2 separate regions of the Danio rerio genome follow, and region 2 is linked to region 1. Evidence: chromatin contacts called from public HiCAR-type data. All regions are on one chromosome and are shown on one strand. The core of a region is the stretch at or near the end of the contact, and the rest is flanking DNA. Distances in the headings are between cores, read along the strand shown. Region 1 holds the start of ciartb (circadian associated repressor of transcription b). Region 2 holds the start of usp3 (ubiquitin specific peptidase 3).

Region 1 (5,888 bases), core at 1,103-3,602:
GTTAATACTTCATTTAATCGTCAAGATGCTGTCAACCCTAAAAGTGGCAGCTAAATCGAAAATTTACACTGCATACACCATTGCAAAAGGGCTTGCATTCAATAGGATTATACTAATATTGCAACTCATGAAGAAAAAAAAAACGCATTGTGGCTAACATGATGTGTGCAAATAATAAGTTATATGCCAATATCATCTGTGCAATATCAGACAACATCCATAACAATGTAGTTAGATTATCATCAATCCAGTTGATCTCATTCATGTCCAGCAGTGCATGCAGGGATGGTGGGTGCATGCAGATTATGTGTTTTTATTTTTATTTATTTTATATGTATATATATATTTTAGTGTTGCTTTCAAATGCAATTAATCTGTTATAGTAAAATTTAAACTATCGTTGCTCTTAATTTTTGGTGGGCGCATCTTAAAATGAAATGCAACAAAATTGCTCAGTCTTGCTCATTATTACACAATTTCCTATTCTCATAGAATTTTACAAAATGTAGGCATAATTTCACATTTTTGTCTGGGACACAATAAACTTTGATCTGTTATTTTGTTTTTATATCAAATGCCCTATGCCATATATTCTACATTTTGTATAGCCTATATAACCTCTATAATTAAAATAGACAGTTACAGATCAGTGGTCTATACAAAGAGTAGAAAAAACTTATATCAATTTAGGTATATATATATATAGACCCATTGCCTTAACATCAATTGGGATGAAAATTTACAAAAATTTTGTTAGGTCTGAAGAAAAACCGAGTACACACTGTTTTATGTCCATTTGTTGTTGTTATGTGAGCTTTTTTGAGTGGCACTGTTGTGAGATGAAGACTCTTGACTGCAAACCAAATCTACCTTCGAGTATAAATAAAGTAATCTTAACTGACCTATGAAATAGAGCTTTTATTATGATGTTTTTATAATTTTATTTAGCTTCCACGTCAAACAAAAATCTCCAGGTTTGTTAAATACAATCAGAGAATGAGAGAAGAGCAAATTTTTCTCTTTCTTTTTTTTCCAACAAGTGCTCACGGTTTCCGGGGAGGTGTACTTTGACTCATTGGATCCAGGCATTGAATATTTGTCTGTACTCCAACAAGTATACCCCCCCCCCCCCCACTTGCAAACAAACAAACAAAAAAGACACCTATTAAATTATGTACGACTTTAGTTAATTTTAGTGCTTACTGGATCATTGGATCCATCAATATCATATTCAACAATTTGCTCTCCACAATGGCATGAGCATGAAAATCTCAGTGATGCAGACCAGCCTGTGTTTTAAATAACAAAAGTGCACTGAGCAATATGGGATGGAATATAGGAACAAAACTTCACCTGCTGTGGGTGTTTAGAGAAGGTGCAACATTCTTTGCTCAGTAAATGAACCACTTCAGTACGTTTTTCCTTCTACCTCCTTACCATGAAAATTCCACAACCTGTGTAAATACAACACAACTGTAAAGGCATCACGTGTGCAACTGACACAAAACAGAGAATGGTCTCAGCCTCACTCATTCAGTTTGGTCTGGGGCACATAAGGATAATGTTTATCCAATGCAACAGAGAATCACTACAGCAATGTGCACATTGAATTGCTCTTTAGACACATGTGCTGCTGTCTTGTGGTGCATGCAAATGTTTTTTTTTTTTTTTATCCAAATGTCATTTATCAAAATATCTAATATAGCCTATAAACTAATTTTTATATAAATTAATTATAAGCAAAACGATTGTAAATAAACTGATACAAGACAACTGTCATTACTTTTCAACATAGCCTACCTTCCGAAACGTATCTGAGAAGAGAAATGGCAAATCTGGGATCCTGCAAAAGGAAATATTTGCTCTTAATTCGTTATCTTTAGATTAGAATCTTCTGAAATGATTATAAATGTGAAAATACACGTATTTTTTTTACTAACTTTATACCCCCTTGTGGGGTTGCGGTAACCCTTCTAAAATCCCCAAGAATTCACACTCCAGCCGTAACACAATCGAATAAAAGTCTTACTTAATTAAACCAACATAACACTAACATAGAAGCTGGAGTCTGCTTCGCTTGCGTCATCCCATTCGAGCGATGACGTACAACATGTATTTAAAAAAACTGAATAAAATTCCCTCGGCGTTGACATTCTGTCCGCCTGCTAGAATGAAACAGATCCGCGTGTCCACGTGTTTTGTAAATTTACATATTATTTAAATATGTAGGCTTGTCTCTCCTATCAGCAGAAGCTCGCTTTCAACGCAAACTCTATTTGCCAGATTCAGATCTGGACGCACAAATCGGAAAGCCCAGCGTTGTTGTACCGCCCTCACAGACACGTTGCCTTGGGAGAAGTAACACGGGGCCACACAACTGCAGGGCTACATCACTAAAACCACGTACACCTCATCAGATTCTCGATCAAGTTGCCTGTGGATATTCTTATTGAAAACAAAGGATAGAGTGACTATTCGTCCTCTCTGGCTTGAGGTAGGATCAACACTCTATATTAACTCTCTAAATGTATTTGTTTATTAGAAAATGGCGCTGCTTGATTGAGGCATCCGCCTTTTGTATAAGGAAGAAAATTGTGCATTATATTATTTGTTTTATGATTTAATGTTAAACTGAGTTCATATTTACTAATCTATTTAATGTATTAATGTATCCAATTCGATTGGTGAATTTGTCAAGCAGGTATTTAGAAATACCTAGTCCGTGACTGCAATCGTCTCCGTTTCGTACTTGTAACTTATTCACTTATTCACTAGAATATTGAACAAATTCTGTAATACGTTGAATAGGCCCAAACCACGATGATTTCGTCATGGAAGAGTGCATTGAAGTAGTCATTGTCAGGGCCCCACCCTTATTATCAGACAGGTAAATTTATTCTCCAGTCGCTTTATTGGTACACATGTTGCTCATAGCAACCGATATTTATTTACGGGGCGTACTCGAAACACGTCGTCTTGTTGTTCCACAAAAAAACGTTAAACTTTATAGTCACGTTCATTATTTGCTCTCTACGTTAACAATAGTAAGCAAACGTAAATGGTGAGAAAATAAACATTTCAATGTTTTGTAGTTTTTTTCTGTTTCTTCAAACTAATAAAGATTTTCTCAATACTTTATCTAACTAGTTTTTTATACAAACTTGATCTGATGTAACGTTGTGCACTTTATAGATATGATATATAGTTCGTTTGCTAGCGGTAGTCGTGCTATCTTGCTAGAACATTTTTTTGGTGAAAACAGAAAAAGACTGGTCAGCAATTAAACCCATTTAGAAAAGCTGATCTTTGTTACCGTTCTAAAGCCAATTAGTCCCGTGCTTGAGGTAAAGTTAAAGCTATTACATAATGCGCTTTATTGGCAGGGAAGAACTCTTGTTCAGCAGTCCATTTGTTTACAGCCATACCGACCAGGAATGGACAAATAAACAGGTCCGTACCCTTGGTGGTTTGGTTCAAAAGACCCAACCCCCTACTGACAAAGGTCCAGTATTTGTTACATGTATATACATTAGCTTATTTGTACATATGTTTACATTAGCTTATTTGTCCTATTTTGACTGTTGTGCCATCATAAATTATCAAAATATCCCATCGAAAAAGGCTTTAAGACCAAGTGGAATCTGATGCAAGTAAAGTTGAATATTATTGTGGTATTGTTAAATAAAACATTTTACAAGTCACTTTTATTCTAAATCTTGTACCTTATTTTAAGCACCAAAGGTGGCCCATATCATAATACTTACTAGGCTGTTGTTGTTTTCAAAGGTACTTTTTTAAAGGAGAGGCTAGAAAAAGTCACAAAGCTCTTCATTATTATTATTATTATTATTATTATTATTATTTAAAAACTGCATTCTACAGTTTTTAATTCACACCCCTGATATAGTGAATTTGTGTTTTAAAAGTTAGTAGCCTATTTTTTATTTTTCTTTATTCCAAATCTTTAGAAAATGTTTTGGTACATCCAAGTGTGACCATTCGAAAAGCTAATCCAGCAATAAAATGTCACTAAAACACAGTATTTAAACATTATAATTAAATAGAAAATGAGTCTAATAGCTGCAAAAGTTATAAAATAATATAATATTTCTGTTGGCAATCTGTTGATCATTTGATGAAATGTTATGTGTAGTATTAGGTCTAATTAAAAACTAGATTTTAGTATCAAGTAATACTTTACATAATTTATATAACTTTGACAAATATTTTTTTTTTATTCAGTTTATGGAGTATTCATTTTCTAAGATGCATAATGCTCACCTCTTCAGGAGCACAGAGCATTTGTTTGTGTGTAACAAATGCATTTTTTAACATACTCTTGTTAAAAATAATTTTGTACAAATTCATTTTGTATGTGTTCCTCGGGGTATGTTTATTATGAGTTTTAAATAACTGATGAAGTAATGCAAGCAGAAAAAAATATCTGCAGAAGCAATGGCAATATCAAAAAGAACTTCGTTCTAAGGCCTGTGTTCTGTGACCACCATGCCTGCAACATGCAAGTCTGTAGCAAGTCACACTGAATAAACAAGTGGGACTCTGTATGTGGGTTTTGTCACCTGCTTTAACACAAAAAATGTATGTGTACCTACATTTACAAGTGTTGTTTTTAGTTAGATGCAGTCAAAATAAACAATTTGCATTTGCAATGAAGAGTAAAATTTATGCTAAACAGACTGTAAAGTGTTTAAGCTTAATCTTTTTTATTTGTAAATAAATAAATGCTGCCTTCTTACATTCCTGCCACTGCATACAATAGAGTGTGAATATCAAATTACAATTAAACAGTTTTACACAAGCACAATCTTTATTGTGTAATGTTGTTTTGTTTATTATCAACATTTCTATAAATAAATTAAGCCAAAACTATATATTGAAATTACAAAGATTTTTTTTTTTTTATAGGTCAGTGATGGTCTGTGCTGGTTAGACCTTGCATCATAAGATGTCAGCTTCAGATTCGGACTATTCCATTGACTGGCTGGCTAGTGATGATGAGGACCATGATAGCGAATTAGAATCAGATTGTACCACAACACAGGGACAAACTACCATACCAAAATTCCCCTCCCCAGGGGTTATCCAGCTGCCCCAGACTTACCAGACACTCTTAACAAGGAATGGAGATACAGGTGAGGTGATGGACAATGAAAGCTTGAGCTATCAGGAAAGTTTTTCTTCCAGCTGTGATAGTTCTTACTACATCAAGGATGGTGGCTATTTTCACCTGGGACAAGAGAAACAAACAAATTACAGATGGTGCCCTGAGAGCTCTATAGACAAAAATAGACAGGCACAGAAGAGAACACGGAGTTACATGGTGCTGGAGCAAAGGGAGAGGCTGCTTACACCTGAACAAATGGAGAAAGACAGACTGTTTGCATGCAAGGTGAGACGTGCCACTTTTTTGGCTAACCAACATGCCAGGAAAGAGACGTGGTGTTCTGAAAGTCCCCTTATCTTCTATATAATCTATCTCACCGAGCAGAGTAAATTAAAAAAAAAAATCTAGAAACAGAAACACTTCCAGGAAGACCCCTCCTCTGTGTTCTTTCTAGGTGAAAAGTGAGTCACACAAAGCCATTTAGATTAGAGAAGATTTGTGTTTTCCCCTGCCCTGTAGAGCTGCAATAATTCTTTTTTTTTTACACAAATGTGTGACAGAGAAGATTATTTGTTTTGTTTTGCATTAGTGTTTTTGTTTTGAAGAAATTATGAACCAATCAAAGGAATGTCTTAACTTGATAATGTTGATTTTGTTTGTTAATGGATAATGGCAAAGTGTACTGTCAACATCCTGAAATGAAAAAAATGGAAATTGAGAAATACAAATTCTGTAAAGCTAAAATAACAAGTAATGGCGCAAA
Region 2 (5,888 bases), core at 1,354-3,853, 80 kb before region 1:
CTATGAACAAATGTGTCTACAATACTGTGCCAATTGTTTTCTCTCTCTCTCTCTCTCTCTCTCTCTCTCTCTCTCTCTTCATTTTGATGCAGATTGTTTCATTTTCTCATTAATTTATGGATCAACAATGCTTTAAATACATGATTTATTAACTTAAGAAAATGCTGCCACCCTGTGGTAAAAAAACAACTTTTTCCCCGCATGTCACCTTCTTCTTCTTTTTTTTTTTTTTTTTTTTTACAGGAAAACAGATTTGCGTGCTTCCCAGAGAGCCAGGACAATGTTTCGGTCACTATCTTCGGTATTACTACAGCCCCGAGCATCACACATGCAAGCCGTTCTATTGGACTGGTTGTGTGGGCAATGGAAACCGATTCCTATCACTTAATCGTTGCAATGCCACTTGTTACAACTCAGCAGGTACAAAATTAATATTACAATAGTTATTTAACCTTAAGATGAATATGACAAAAATGTATATTTGTTTGAATAGATAAAGGCCATGAGGACCATTCAGGTGAATCTGATGTACCTGTTGGTAAGTGAAACTTGAAAATGATCTTTTTCATTCACATTATTAATGAAATGATGCTGACTTATAATTATCCCAATAGGAATTATCCTGGGTGTAGTGTTCGGTCTAATTGGTGCCATTATTCTCATTGTGGTGATCGTCTTTGCTGTCAAGAAGTATGTCATTTTATTTATGTTTGTGTTAATTTTCATTTGAAATGTTTATACTTCAGTTAGACAACATACCATTTCAAACAATTCTTTCAATTTTACAGGCCTAGCTCAAAGAAACGTGAGAAAAAAGATGGAAAGTCAACAGAGCAACCACTAAGGGAGCAGGCAGTTGAGATGGAAGGAGGGGAAGCACAGCCAGCCACTCTTGAAATCTCTACAATCCAAACTTAAAAATCGTTGAACTCACATTTGTACATTGAACACTCAGGCCGATCATTGTTTACTTTTGTAGAAGAGGTTAATTTGACAAATAAAAAAAAGTACAAAATATGTGTGTTGCTTATTTGCTTTATTCTTTTTTCTACTATATATTTTTTTATCTTTCTAATTTACGTTGTAATATATGTCTGCCATATTAAAATACACAATGCATAAAAAATGTCTGTAAGGTATTAAATTGTTTGAATTATAAAACTGCACATTGTTTGCTTGTGTTTGAAAAGTTAAAAAGCACAGTGGCCTCCATAAACTTTATTTATCCAATTCACCAATACCGCATGTCTTTGCACTGTGGGGTAAACAAAGAACATGGAGCAAACCCACACAAACACAGAGAACATGCAGACTCCACACAAAAAGTCCTCCTGGTCCAGTCAGGACTCAAACAAGCAACCTTATTGCGGTGAGGTGTCAGGGCTAATCACTGAGCCACTTAACATATTCATAACCAGTATTGCAAAATTCCCAGAGAAAACAGATTCCTTGTTCTATTTATAATGAAGTCTAACCTTGTAGATTCAAGCTGTTGAGACACTTTGAGATAAGAACAAACTTGAAACCGTATTTAAAGACAGGATATGCAGTCTAGGAATTCAGAACAAAAAATATATATTTTACTGGCATATAATATTCCATTAAAAAAGACTTGTTATAATTAAAATTCAACACAGGTCAAATAGTTTTGTTATAGCGGTATGGGTGACATAGGTTGTGTTGTCGCCTTACAGCAAGAAGGTTGCTGGTTTGAGCCTCAGCTGAGTCAGTTGGCATTTTTGTATGGAGTTTGCATATTCTCACTGCGTTCGCGTGGGTTTTCTCGAGTGCATTGGTTTCCCCCGCAGTTCAAAGACATGCACTATAGGTGAATTGGGTAAGCTAAAATCGTTCGTATGTGTTTGAATGAGAGTGTATAATGTTTCCCAATATGAGTTGCAGCTGGAAGGACATCCGCTGCATAAAACATTTGCAGAATAAGTTGGCGGTTCATTCCGCTGTGGCAACCCCAGCAGGTTAAAGGACTAAGCCAAAAAAGAAAATTATTGAATAGGCTAAGTACATAATTAAAATACCAAGTAAATAAGAAAAAAAAAATACACGTGAAATGAAAACAAAACAATTGAACATTTAGCAAATATTTTATATTAGATTGTTTGCCATATTTTTACATAAAAAGCTCACACATTTTTAGATATTTTGCAATATTAGTAGAACAGAAGGTGATATAATAATTATTGCTTTCTCTATCCATTAAAAAATCTGATGGCAATATACAAGTTACACATATGCTAAAACAAAATCTACACGTTTGAGTTTGGATTTCACATATAAACATATGGTATATAGCCAATGTACAAAATCAAAATATTGGAAAATAGCCATATTTCCCCCCAAATATTAGAATATGTATCATTATGCAGCAACTTCCCTTAAGCCTAAAAATATTTAATTATTTGTGGAGCAGAAAACGTGTTTCGTTTTACTAGAACGCAACATATGTCTTTTCTCGCCCCAAGGGCATCTTTCTTGCGCTCTCTCTGCTTTTTAGAGCTGAACACAGTAGGTGGCGATAATATCCCTTAAACGTTGGTCCTTCCCGCCGTAAAACCGAAGAAGAAGTTCTCTTTTTAGACAGCATTTTTGATGTATAGTTAGGGAACTTGGTAGGTTTTGAAACAGCCTGAGTCTGTGCGTGCATGTCTGCTATTTTAACCCATAACAACACTGTTTCATTTAACAGACCAGCAATATAGCTCACACATTTAAACGTAAAAGTAATCACCCATTTGAAAACGTATTTTGTGCCTCTCAACTTGCATTTTAAAAATTTAATAATTACAGTAATCATTTAAACGTAGACTTAGCTAGTGTAGCTAGCTCACAGATTCATGGAGTGTCCTCACCTCAACTCCAGTGTCTGCATGACAGTGGATCTCACCCGGTTCCCCAACGGTTCCCCTTCTTCATGGTGCTGTTCCGGTGAGTTAAATACACATGGTAATGGTGGCTATCTCTTATAATCAGCATTTCAGTCAGTTTCCTGTAACGTTACGCTCGTTAGCCGAAGTGGCTAATTCTTCATTGCTCACAGCAGATCGCGCAGTGAGACTACACATTGGTGCTAATAAAACTAATAATTTTAAGAAGACATCATCGTATACGTATATTAAACACGTAATGTAATTGTGTTAAATTTTACAATGAAAGTAACTGCATTTAATTATAACCCAATTCAAGTAACGTTAGCTTAACACAACATTCAAACTTGCTCAGTTCAGTCTGACACCACTGTTGTTCTTTGAACATATTTTACATTTTGTTTGTTTTTTCAAGGACATAAAACTGATGTCACATTTACTGTATCGCTTGTTTAGCTGATGGCTTTTCATAGACCGAAAATTTGTAACACTTGCATGTAGATTGTTGAAAATGTTGATTTTACAGGAAGTTATTAATATTACTTTTATGTGCAGCACTGTTCAAAATATAAAGCGGTTTATGTAGTGTTATTTACATAGACCGGAAATAAATGCAAACATTTTCGCAACTTAGTCTAGTGGTAAGCTGGTTTCAATGAATTCACTAGCTATTGCAAATTGTAATTATTGGCTTAGTATATTACAGGCCTTGCGGGAAAATGTTTCTGAGAACAAATAAGAAAGACATTAATGGTTGAAAATAACTTTATAGTTATCCATTAGGTCTCAGAGAAGTAAACCTATAAAGTGGAGCATAGTGTCTGTCTGATCAGCTGTTTTCTCATCAGCAGGTTTTTCATATAAAACAAGGCTTAGGCAAGAAGTAGAGGGGAAATGTCAGGGGCACTATTACCTATTTAGACAACTGAAATGTATAAATATACATATATATATAGGGCTTGATTAGGTCAAGAAGACCATGATTGTTCCCCTCTGTACTATAACTTTTAGGTGTGTATGTAAAATGAAAGGATGTCTGGTAATTGTTTTATATCATGGCTAATATTATAAATACATAGTTATTTAGTGATGTACAGGGGATTGGGGTCAGTATTTTTCTCTTTTACTCTAGTAAAAATTGACAAAACATGCACATAGCACTAAAGGAGATATTTAATAAAAAGATCAAAAATAGCATTTTCAAATAAATGGTTTTCCTATCAGTTTTTCAACTTAATTTGGCTTTGCTGAAGCTATTTTTTTTACACACACACACACATATATATAAGCCATCTTACTCTGCAGATTGTAGGCAAGACAAGTTATAGACTCAAGATGAATTGTCATATGAGATTACATTAAAAACATATGAACATTTAGGGTGTGACTGCCAGTAGCCCTTCACACACCCAGAGGACCTAAAAATGCTCCATATCTTGTTTAACACATTTTACACTTATGAAACATACAGAGACCTTCTCGTATTTACAATGGGTTATATACACAGTAAGTGTTTTTCAGCCATAGATAAACTTAAGTGAAAGGTTAATGTGACTAATTTTAATTTCAAATTGCTCCTTTTATAGCATTGATAATGTAATTAATTTAAATTTAGTCAGTTAAATAGACTTTAGGATTTAAGACATGTTGTGGAACAATGAAATTTAATGCAGTGCTTACTTTGTGTCAGCCACTTTATATTGTATCTCAATCAGGCAGTGAAGGTAATTTATTTTATTAAGAAACCAGATCTTAAATGTGGTGATTTTATAATGGGAGACTAGGAAGCGTTTGAGCTGGATTACTGAATATTTAAATGTCCTGTACATATACCCAATAATTAGTAACTTTTAAATATTCACTAAAAATTAAAATAATGAAATAAAACAGAACTAGGAACTACTTCAAACAAACAAATAACAAATATATAAATTGAAATTACTGCAATTTTGCTGCACTTTCATGGCAAATTCTTAAAGTACTGTTCACACCTACATTGATTTTGTTTTCTGTTTTTAGTAATACTGCAGTTTTGTTAGTATGTCACTTCTTTTGTGTAAAGTACATTATAACTCCCATTACAGTAGCAAAGACTTATTTTTTTCCTATTATTTTTTTCAATCATTGCACAGGCAGTTAGTAGGTACAAGGAGACAGACTAGGTCTGTTGACTTTTTCCACATTTGTTGGATCATGGACAGACTAGCATTCATGAGAATCGAGTGTTTCTTAGCAACGGCTAATTCAGATGCTTGATGTGCGCTCAGAGGGAAGGTGATCAAGGCATTAGAACAAAGCTCTTTTTCCCAGCAGACGACAGCCAGAAATTACATTCAGATGAAGTTAACATGTCACCTTATATGTTCACTATGCGAAAGTGTTTATTATGTTTTTTTTCTTCTTTGATATATGGGTTTGGTTTTATGCATCTGTAAAATTATAATTATATAATGAATGTAACTTCAATATGTATTGATGTTTTGTAGTTTGCCGGTCAAACAAAAGCCCTTGGGTTTGCCTGACGTGTATGAACGTGCATTGTGGACGGTGAGTACTTAAATGTATAGATTATTTTTTCAACTTAGTCCTTTTATTAATCAAGGGTCTCCACAGTAGAATGAACTGCCAACTTATCCAGCATATGTTTTGCGCTGCGTATACTCTTCCAGCTGCAACCTATGACTGGGAAACCCATACACACTTATTCTCACACAAACACCATGGCCAGATTAAGCTTTCCTAATTTACCTATAATTCACCTTTCCTAATTCACTTATAATTTATTTAAAAAAAAATATTCTGTCATAATTTCTTCACTCTCAACCTCTTTGGGCTTCTTTCTTCTGCTAGACCAAAAAACTATTTAAAATTATATATATATATATATATATATATATATATATATATATATATATATATATATATATATATATATATATATATATATATTTAGTACACACAGTAACATAGATTTGGGGTTTAATATTGTGAAAATTTATATTTAAT

Evidence for each region. HiCAR-type assays count read pairs that join an accessible place to other places.
Region 2: a HiCAR-type map of caudal fin shows a contact between it and region 1, with 2.9 times the contacts expected there. The contact joins the promoter of usp3 here to the promoter of ciartb in region 1. A contact is called at or near these places in 1 of 18 Hi-C or Micro-C datasets (caudal fin) and 1 of 4 datasets of contacts at active chromatin or transcription factors (caudal fin).

What each region holds. Positions count from the first base shown.
Region 1 is chr25:29,015,218-29,021,105 of GRCz12tu, reverse strand. It overlaps ciartb (circadian associated repressor of transcription b), which reads left to right and starts at 2,352. Exons shown (of 7, transcript XR_012400443.1): 1 at 2,352-2,494; 2 at 4,927-5,410. LOC141380998 (a long non-coding RNA gene) reads right to left here and starts at 2,191. Exons shown (of 3, transcript XR_012400444.1): 1 at 1,941-2,191; 2 at 1,801-1,843; 3 at 331-1,454.
Region 2 is chr25:29,095,275-29,101,162 of GRCz12tu, reverse strand. It overlaps usp3 (ubiquitin specific peptidase 3), which reads left to right and starts at 2,603. Exons shown (of 15, transcript NM_001199871.1): 1 at 2,603-2,943; 2 at 5,369-5,429. The coding sequence starts at 2,853. si:dkeyp-73b11.8 reads left to right here. Exons shown (of 6, transcript NM_001386683.1): 3 at 244-420; 4 at 494-538; 5 at 615-690; 6 at 789-1,152. The coding sequence ends at 918.